Linked DNA regions of Mus musculus: regions 1 and 2 are each linked to region 3. Evidence: chromatin contacts called from public promoter capture Hi-C data. All regions are on one chromosome and are shown on one strand. Each heading gives the region's core, a stretch centred on a gene start, on an enhancer-like site or on the middle of the called end of the contact. The rest is flanking DNA. Distances are from core to core; before and after follow the strand shown.

Region 1 (2,989 bases), core at 329-2,828, 2.4 Mb before region 3:
ACAAATAGCCCAGCCCTCTGCGTGCTGACGGCAGCAATGGGACATTACAGTAATGTACCCATTCAAACAGAGTGGATGCCAAGATTGCTACAGCAGCTTTTAGCCACGGAACATTTAGCCTTCAGTAATAGCATTCTGGGTCCCTCTGGAAGCTTCCTCGCAGATGCACCTGGGATATCCCCGCCCCACCACAGCTCTGGGACCGAAGAAGGGACAAAGAAGAGTTCTCATTTCTGTTGAGGAAACACATTCAAATAAGGGAGCCTCATGCAGAAAATAGGAAAGGGATCGCTGACGAATGCCATGATCATATGATAATGTACGCGCATCCTCCACACCGATCACGGGCGAGGTCTCCTTAACGGCTGTGTTGTCACTGAGACCAGGAGACAGAGCAGCTGTCGGGAGACACACATGGTAGCGCTCTGCCTTACAGCACTACACCCCCAAGCCCATGACCTTGACCTTTTAGACAAGGAAAGTCATTTCAGGGCTGGCCTCGGGAAATGCTAGACTCAGAGGAAGCTGGCCTGTCCTTGGCCTCCCAGGCTCCAATCTCAAGGCTCCTATGCTGTTCTGGGATCTCTACTCTGTGCCCTCCTGTCTTCCTGAGCACCAGTCCTCAGGAGCCCGCAGAATTTACACAGCAGGCCTTGCCTACTAATAGGAGCTCAGTAAATCGCCAAGGCTGCAATAGAATTACCAGAGGCCTTGCTCTGTGGTCACCCATGTGGAGAAATGGAGCAAGACAGTGTCCTATCTCTGTAACCCCTTTACCTCACTACTGCTCACAAAACAGGGAAGAAAACTGATAAGGGTCGGGGGCCTGAATCGGATCTCTCCACCCTGGCTTGCCAAAACTGCACCATCTGTTACCTAAGGGAATTCCCTAGGACTCAGAAGACCCATTCTACAGATGAGGAGAGCGAGGCACAGAAAGGTCCAACACGAGTAGGAAGTGACAGCCATGGAGCTGTATCCCAGCGTTCTAGTCCTTCATCCTATCTACTGTAGCTTTGATCTGTGCTCAAAGTTGCCAAGGTGAATATTTATAAACTCTCAGAACTCAAGAGGTTGTGGAGTAAGTAGGCTCCCCCTACCCCCAAATCACTACACAGCTTGCTTTGAAATCAAACTAGAAAATACCTGGGGAGCACAAAGCGGGTAAATGGGGAATGGGCAGGACCTTGAACTTTGCTCGAAGGTCCACATAGAAGAACTCAGGCAGCTTTTCTCCTCCCAGATTCCACTTTGGGTCTCACTTTTATTGGTCTTTTCTTTAGTTATGTGTTGTTGTTGTTGTTGTTGTTGTTGTTGTTGTTGTTGTTGTTGTTGTTGTTGTTGTTGTTGTTGGTGGTGGTGGTGGTGGTGGTGGTGGTGGTGGTGGTGGTGGTGGCTGCAACCCTCTTGATTTGGTGAGACTTAGCTGCTGCGTTCATGCGGTTTAGTCCGAATCCGTAATTCATCATGCGAACAGCAGAGGGCGCTCGTGTCCTTGGAGAACGAATTGGGTTTCCCACCGCCCCGTTCTCATTCATCCGCGAGGTCTTTACTTCTTTGCTACTGGTGCAGGCTAGGGTGGAGCAATGCTTAAGAGAGAGGGCTTCCGAGCCTGCCAGCTGCAGATCCTGGCACATCTGTGTGTGTGCCTTCCTCATCTGTTCTGCCTTTAAGGAAGCAGAGTGGCTTGGGGAAGAAAACGGAGAAGAGGGGGCGGGGCTTCAGAGCGTACTGACCACATCGGTGAGTCGCTCAGGATTAGCATTTCATCTGAGCACAGGTCAGACTGTTCCCAGAGGAGCAGAGAAGCATCAATTCCTAATAGGGTGGGAGTGGGGTGGAGGGGCAGGGTTTATAAACTTGGCGATCTCTCCATGTTTCTTTGGGCAGGTCACCAAGCCCTTGTGTGTCAAGTTTCTGAATATGAAGCGGAGATTATTTAAAAATTGATCATCTCTAAAGTCCCTTCCAGGGCTCAAGCCTGGGTTTGTACCTTTCTCTCAGTTCTTTCGTAGAGCATACTGGCCTCAGCCCTCTGGCATGCCAGAGCCATGTCTGGGGGACTCAGGGGACTAGGTTGACTGACAGGCAGACCGTCCCATTCCAATCCCTGCTGCTGCCTTCTTTCTGCTCCTTGAGGAGGAAGGCTACCTGGTCACCATGTCCTTGAGACAGTTAGTGTGAGCATCACCTGCAGATGCTGCGACCATCTCCTTGAACAGCCATGCTCATCAGCAACACTACACCGCAGCTCTGACCTGAGTGGGAGGAAGGTTTCCTGCACTGAAGACAAGGTGGTGTGATAGGATGGGGGAAACCAAGCTGTGGTCTTGGCTCTGCAAGGACCTCTCTGGGCACATAGGAGAAAAAATCCTTTGTGTCTTTGAGCCTCAGTATGCCCATCCACAGAATGGGTGGCTGGCATTGGTTTCTAGGCCTTTCTGCTTTAAGGACTGCAGCTCTGAATTCTTGTCAAGCATACTTCTCTATCTGACTCTGTGGAGAAGCAGGAGGAAGGGGACTATTTCTGGAAGATACCAGAGAGGGAAGAGAGAAAAGGAAGATAAGGGGAACCCTTAGAAACATGTACCTCCCTGTCTTAGTCAGGGTTTCTATTCCTGCACAAACATCATGACCAAGAAGCAAGTTGGGGAGGAAAGGATTTATTCAGCTTACACTTCCACATTGCTGTTCATCACCAAGGAAGTCAGGACTGGAACTCAAGCAGGTCAGGAAGCAGGAGCTGATGCCGAGGCCATGGAGGGATATTCCTTACTGGCTTGCTTCCCCTGGCTTGCTCAGCCTGCTCTCTTATAGAACTCAAGACTACCAGCCCAGGGATGGTCCCACCCACAAGGGGACTGCCCCACTTGATCACTAATTGAGAAAATGCCTTACAGCTGAATCTCACGAAGACATTTCCTCAAGGGAGGCTCCTTTCTCTGTGATAACTCCAGCTGTGTCAAGTTGACACACAAACCAGCCAGTA
Region 2 (2,754 bases), core at 70-2,569, 2.7 Mb before region 3:
AACATAAAAAAACAATTTTTTAAATGTGTATGAGTGTTTTGCCTGCATGCATGTCCATGCCAGACATGCAAGCAGTACCCATGAAGGCCAGAAAAGGGCATTGTATCCCCTGGGACTGGACTTACAGATTGTTATGAATTGCCATGTGGGTGCTAGGAATTGAACCCAAGTCCTCCGGAAAAGCAGCCAATGCTCTTAACCACTGAGTCATCTCTCTCTCCAGTCCCTGCAATTAGTTCTTGAAGATGTGGAAACATCTTATTCTTTTTACATTTATATCTATGCAGTGGGCATGGATGCAGCGTATCTGTGGTGTGATACTTTCCTGAGGAGGGAGAAAGCAAGAAAGTCAGCTGTCTATACAGACTCTTTAGGAGGGCAGTCATGAAGAACCCAGAACTGAGATCTGTGGTGTGGATCCTTTCACGCAGTCAGATGGGCTGGGATGGATGGATGGATGGATGGATGGATGGATGAATCTCAAGCCTCCTTGTTTCTGAGCTTTAAGGTCCTCTCCTGTCTACCTCAGCCTGGGTAAACAGAGCCTTGTTATTCTAGGCACAGGAGGTATTTAAAAACTCGAAGCTGCATGGGGAGCAACTCAGGGTAAAAGGACTAGGTCTAGGCTGGGAAGTCCCTGAACTCTCAGTGATTCTCAACTTTCCTAATGCTGCCATCCTTTAATACAGCTCTTCATGTTGTGATGATCCCCTCCCCCGAAACGATTAAATTATTTTTCATTGCTACTTCATAACTGTCATGAATAATAAGGTAAATATTTTCAGGGATAGTTGTCAAAAGGGACACGACCCACAGGTTGACAGGTTCTCCCCATACTATGGCAACAAGACTAGGATATCAGAGGATAAAAGCCAACCTTCAGGCCTGAAGTGCCACTGCCCATTCTTGGGGAGTCCCTGCAGCACCTGTGTATCTTGATGGCTACACAGAGATAGGAGAGTCTCAGGCCTAAGGGAAGGGCCGACTCTGAAACAGCAAGTCTTGCGTTGGGTGGGTGGCACCAAGTGGGAGTTGGCAGCTGCGGGCCACCTGCTGGGTACCAACCTGTTTCCAGGGACACCAGGGTCCCTACGAGGGGAATCACGTGTGTCAGGCCCACCCTGCAGGCATCCTGATAGGAGAAGCCAGGACAGACCCGAGGTGGGTGGGACAGGCCAACACAGGAAATGCCTGCTGGGCCTAAAAATAGTGTGGGAGGGGACAGGAAACAGAAACTTTGGGCCAACATGGAAATGCTTTCTGAGCTGATCAGGAAATGAGGACTGGGGCGGTAGGGATCGCCACCACCCAGCTGCACTGCAGCCCCGCCCCCAACCCCTCTGCCTGGCTGAGTCTGTGCCTGGCTGGGGGTAGGGAAGGTTGCTTCCCAACGTCCTCTCCCTTTGTTTCGAAGCAGAGCCGTGTGCTGCAGAGCTGTAACCGCACGTAGATGTCATGCTGTACTTGGATGGCAGCCTGCTCTTCCCAGAACTGAGGTGGTGCCTGGGAAAGTGGGCCCAGCAGGGTGGTTCAGTGGGTAAAGGCACTTGGCGCCAAGCCCCATGGTCTGACTTCAATCGCTGGGACTCAACATGGTGGAGAGCCGACTCTTGCCAGTTGTCCTTTGACCTCCACACAACCCTGTTTTCCTCCCCCACATAAATAAATGTAATAAAAAATTTAAAGCTGGGGAAATAAACTCTGCAAGCAAGAAACTCAAGGGTCTTTGGGAAGGAAGAAATTGAAGGGTATTCAAAACTTCTCACAGTGAGGTCCTCTTGCCTGTGCAGTGAAGGCTTTGGGGTCCCCAGCCTAGACTGAACCCTAACCCAATCAGTTTAGACTCTGGAGTGGGATCAAACAACTGTGTGGAGGTCAGAGGATAATGTGGGGGAGGTTGGTTCTCCTGCTATGTGGGTAGATCCTGGGGACCAAACTCAGGTCATCAGGATTGGTGGCAAGCACATTTACCCACTTAACTATCTTGCCAGCCTCCAACTTTTTTAAAAATTAAATTAATTTTTTTATGTATATGAGCTTTTTTTGTCTGCATGTATGCATATATGACATGTGTGGGCCTGGTATCTGTAGAGAGCAAAGGGCACTGGGTCCCCTGGAGATGGAGTTAAAACTAGTTGTGAGGGGCTGGTGAAATGGGTCTGCTGTTAAGAGCAGTGGTTGCTCTTCCAGAGGTCCAGTGTTCAATTCCCAGCAATTGCATGGTGGCTCACAACCATCTACAGTGGTATCTGATGTCCTCTTCTGGCCTGCAGGTGTATGTGCAGCAGAACACTCATACACTAAATAAATACAATAAAAAACAAATAGAAAAGAAAAATAGCCGTGAGCCATGTATGAGTGCTAGAATCTGAACCTAGGTCCTCTGTAAGAGTAGTAATTGTTCCTGACTACCGAGCTGTGGGAGCCGCCCTCACATTCGCCATTACAAGATGGCGCTGACATCCTGTGTTCTAAGTGGTAAACAAATAATCTGCGCATGTGCCAAGGGTAGTTCTCCACCCCATGTGCTCTGCCTTCCCCGTGACGACAACTCGGCCGATGGGCTGCAGCCAATCAGGGAGTGACACGTCCTAGGCGGAGGATAATTCTCCTTAAAAGGGACGGGGTTTCGCCATTCTCTCTCTTGCACTCTTGCTCTCTTGCACTCTGGCTCCTAAAGATGTAAGCAATAGAGCTCTTGCTCTCTTGCACTCTTGCTCCTGAAGATGTAAGCAATAAAGTTTTGCCGCAGAA
Region 3 (3,001 bases), core at 69-2,568:
TTTCTAGAGGACATGCATTAGTTTTATAATATCAATAAAGTAAAAGTCAAGAACATTTACATATGATTCTTGAAAAACTATAAACATGGAGGTGAGAATGTATTATTCTATAAATGACTGAAAATTGCCATTTTGAAAAAAAATCAATTTTGACCTATACCTTGTGTGATAAACTGAAATAAACTTCATTTGAGTCTATATTCCTACTTCTAAAGATCTATCCCCAGGGAATGAGGCCCAATGCTTCACTGCAATGATATTTCTTGAAATATTATTTATACACAATAGAAACCAGCTGGAAATCAGCAAGAGACCTAAGAATAGTGGAAATGGTAGAATAAATTACCATAAAATAGAATGCAACGTTAAAATGTTTAACATAAAGGCAATTTTGAAATGACTCACTATAAACGTGTAGAAAAGCTAGCCTTGTGGTGTCAGCTTTGGAAAATGTGGTGCGGTGCATAGAAGCTGACACAGGCTGAGAAGAGCCCAGGAAACTGCACCGGGCAATGGCATCCGAGTGACAGAAAAGGATGTTTATGCTCGCATCTTTCTTTTTCATGCTGTCCTTAGTGAAACAGAATATAATCACAAAAGTCTGGTTTTTAAATGTAAGCAAAAAAAATGTAAAAGCTCACTATAATTATACAGTTAGACAACTTGTCAAATTTCAAATTCAGAGAGAGGGGGGATAGAGAGAGAGAGAGGGAGAGGGAGAGAGAAAGAATATTATCAAAGAAAGGTCTTAGTGGTTAACAGGGGAAATTTGCTTTTCACAATCTTCCATCAATTAGATGAGTAAAACTTAAACAAACAAACAAACAAAAAGAGGGTCAGAAAACACTCTCTCCTCTCCCGTTCCCTCCCCTCTCTCCCCTCCCCCCTCCTCTGCAAGCGCCCCTGTCATTGATCTTTTGTGATCAGCAACAGTTAGCTCAAAATAATTTATGCAGCCTCCCATTTTGCCTCTGAAAACTTTTACTTGCCTCAACCTCATGGAATACCTACAGGCTCCACCGTTCTCCACACACTGTGGAAACCCATACATATTCTCCACACACTGTGGAAACCCAAACATAGCTAGCAATATAGCTCGAAGGATCTTTCACCCCATGCGCCTAAGGCTCATACACCTCTAAGTAGCTCTACAAAGTAATTTATATTCTGCATCAGGGAGATTTCCCTCTGGTTTATGACTAATCTTTACTCACACTCTTAAAAGCTTACAAAAGACTGGGATGAACTTCCGGTTCATTGCGGGAGGGGGGGCGGGGGCGGGAGGGGTCTGGGCGTGGCGCTTGCAGTAAGAGCCGGCCTCTTCATCCAGGACGTTAAAGCCTCCATCTGTCTCATTAACAAGGACACAGACATCTGCTCTCAGCAAGATTTTGGCAGCAACCATGGCCACGTTCGTGGAACTCAGTACCAAAGCCAAGATGCCCATTGTGGGCCTGGGCACCTGGAAGGTGAGTGCGCAGTCTTGGGCACCTGGTCTTGGCATTTCCTCTTCTTTTTATGACATCTACTGGGAGTTTGGAACCCTAGAGACAGAACACAAGTTGGTTTTGCCTTTTGTGCTGTTTCAGACCTCAAAGCTCTGACAGACTTTTTCCAGCAGAGATATCCCTGTGAAGTGTCAGGTTTCAAGTTTTCCCGAACTTGCCAGTTACCCTCTTAACAAGCTTTCTTCTGAACTCATGAGACACTTAAAGTTTTATAAGTTTTGGCTGGTTTGAAGCAGGGCAGTGGTGGTGCATGCCTTTAATCCCAGAAGTTGGGAGGTAGAGGCTGGCGAATTTCTGAATTTGAGGCCAGAGGCCAGCCTGGTCTACAGAGTGAGTTCCAGGACAGCCAGGGCTGAGTTATTCAGTGGCAGGACACCAAAAGCTCCAAATGACCTAGCTCTGTTTGGTGGGGGAAAGACTCTGCAGCTTGTGGCCTGGAAGCCTGGGGGAAAGGTGGAGTCTCAGACCCTAGCACAGGCTACTGGCACCTGCACCTTACCAAGACACTACACCATTTTCTGAGCACATCAAACTAAGCAGGAAGATGACAGAGCCTGAGCTCAGATCCTGCCTGGCAGTGTGCTCTCCTGGAAGAATGCTCCAAGGCCCTTCCCACTTCTGTTGAGACAAGTCTGACATTGTTCCATCTCCTAACTTTGTCCTTGGGTTTATTTCCTTTCGTGATAACAGGACAGTGGTCAGCTAGTTTCCAGGAGCTGTCTCTATTTGATTTCTGGCGACTGGGAGTTACACTTCAGTTTAGGCTGCCCTAGAACTTATTCTATAGCTTGGGTTGGCCTTGAACTTGCAATCCTCCGGCCTCAGCTTCTAGAGGTTATCACAGGTGTGAGCCACCTCCAGGAGGAGTTGTTTTTGGAGTCCGAGTCTCTTGTCCTGGTGGCTTAGCCTCTGTCTCTCGCTTAGCCTCTGTCTCTCGATCTTTGCACTGTCTTTTTCTTCTGATCATGGGACAGAGGTGGGGCCTCTCTTTGATTCAGCACTGGGTTTAAAACCTCGAATTTGCTCCAAATTAGACATTTCACTTTCTACCAAGCTGTCAAGCACTCTGACCAGAAGTAACCCACAGAAATCCAAAGATTAGACCGAGCGCTTGACAAGGGAGTTGTTGTCAAGATAAGGAGGTGGTATCATAGAGGGAGAGTCTGCTCTTATCTGAAGGAATGCTGGCAGGCAAGATTCTATTGGAAGGCCCAGGTACTTCTGAACCGCTAGGGGTCACTTCTGATCCCAGGGAAGCAGGCTATCTCTCTGGAGCTTTTCTGTGTTTGATGCTTAACCAAGATATTTCTAGATTTGGTGAAAGAAGAGTAGTTTTTTGTTCGGCTGGTTGTTTTGGTGATGAAAGGCTTTTTCGTATTTATGTTTTATTTTGGGGACAGCTATGTGCCCCAAGCTAGCCTCAAACTCAAAATCCTCCTGTTTCTCAAATACTGGGACTACATACACGGGCCACCATACCCAGTAGTTTGGCT

What was found. Promoter capture Hi-C pulls out the DNA fragments that hold promoters and counts their contacts.
Region 1: a promoter capture Hi-C map of hippocampal neurons shows a contact between it and region 3, with 5 times the contacts expected there. The contact joins the enhancer-like site here to the promoter of Akr1b8 in region 3. A contact is called at or near these places in 4 of 39 promoter capture datasets (the 3T3-L1 cell line, embryonic stem cells, hippocampal neurons and 1 more) and 1 of 9 other capture datasets (adipose tissue).
Region 2: a promoter capture Hi-C map of liver shows a contact between it and region 3, with 5 times the contacts expected there. The contact joins the enhancer-like site here to the promoter of Akr1b8 in region 3. A contact is called at or near these places in 6 of 39 promoter capture datasets (cranial neural crest, hippocampal neurons, liver and 2 more), 1 of 484 Hi-C or Micro-C datasets (cortical neurons) and 2 of 9 other capture datasets (embryonic stem cells and liver).

What each region holds. Positions count from the first base shown.
Region 1 is chr6:31,936,868-31,939,856 of GRCm38.p6, forward strand. No RefSeq gene overlaps it. Among named protein-coding and RNA genes, the nearest start is that of Gm31894, 80 kb to the right of the region's middle. Within about 2 kb of position 1,579, at least 46 of the 459 cell types and tissues checked have an H3K27ac peak or open chromatin away from gene starts, as enhancers often do. A contact at or near this core is called in embryonic stem cells and hippocampal neurons, where this site is marked.
Region 2 is chr6:31,641,447-31,644,200 of GRCm38.p6, forward strand. No RefSeq gene overlaps it. Among named protein-coding and RNA genes, the nearest start is that of Gm13846, 8.2 kb to the right of the region's middle. Within about 2 kb of position 1,320, at least 79 of the 459 cell types and tissues checked have an H3K27ac peak or open chromatin away from gene starts, as enhancers often do. A contact at or near this core is called in embryonic stem cells and liver, where this site is marked.
Region 3 is chr6:34,352,828-34,355,828 of GRCm38.p6, forward strand. It overlaps Akr1b8 (aldo-keto reductase family 1, member B8), which reads left to right and starts at 1,319. Exons shown (of 10, transcript NM_008012.2): 1 at 1,319-1,469. The coding sequence starts at 1,404.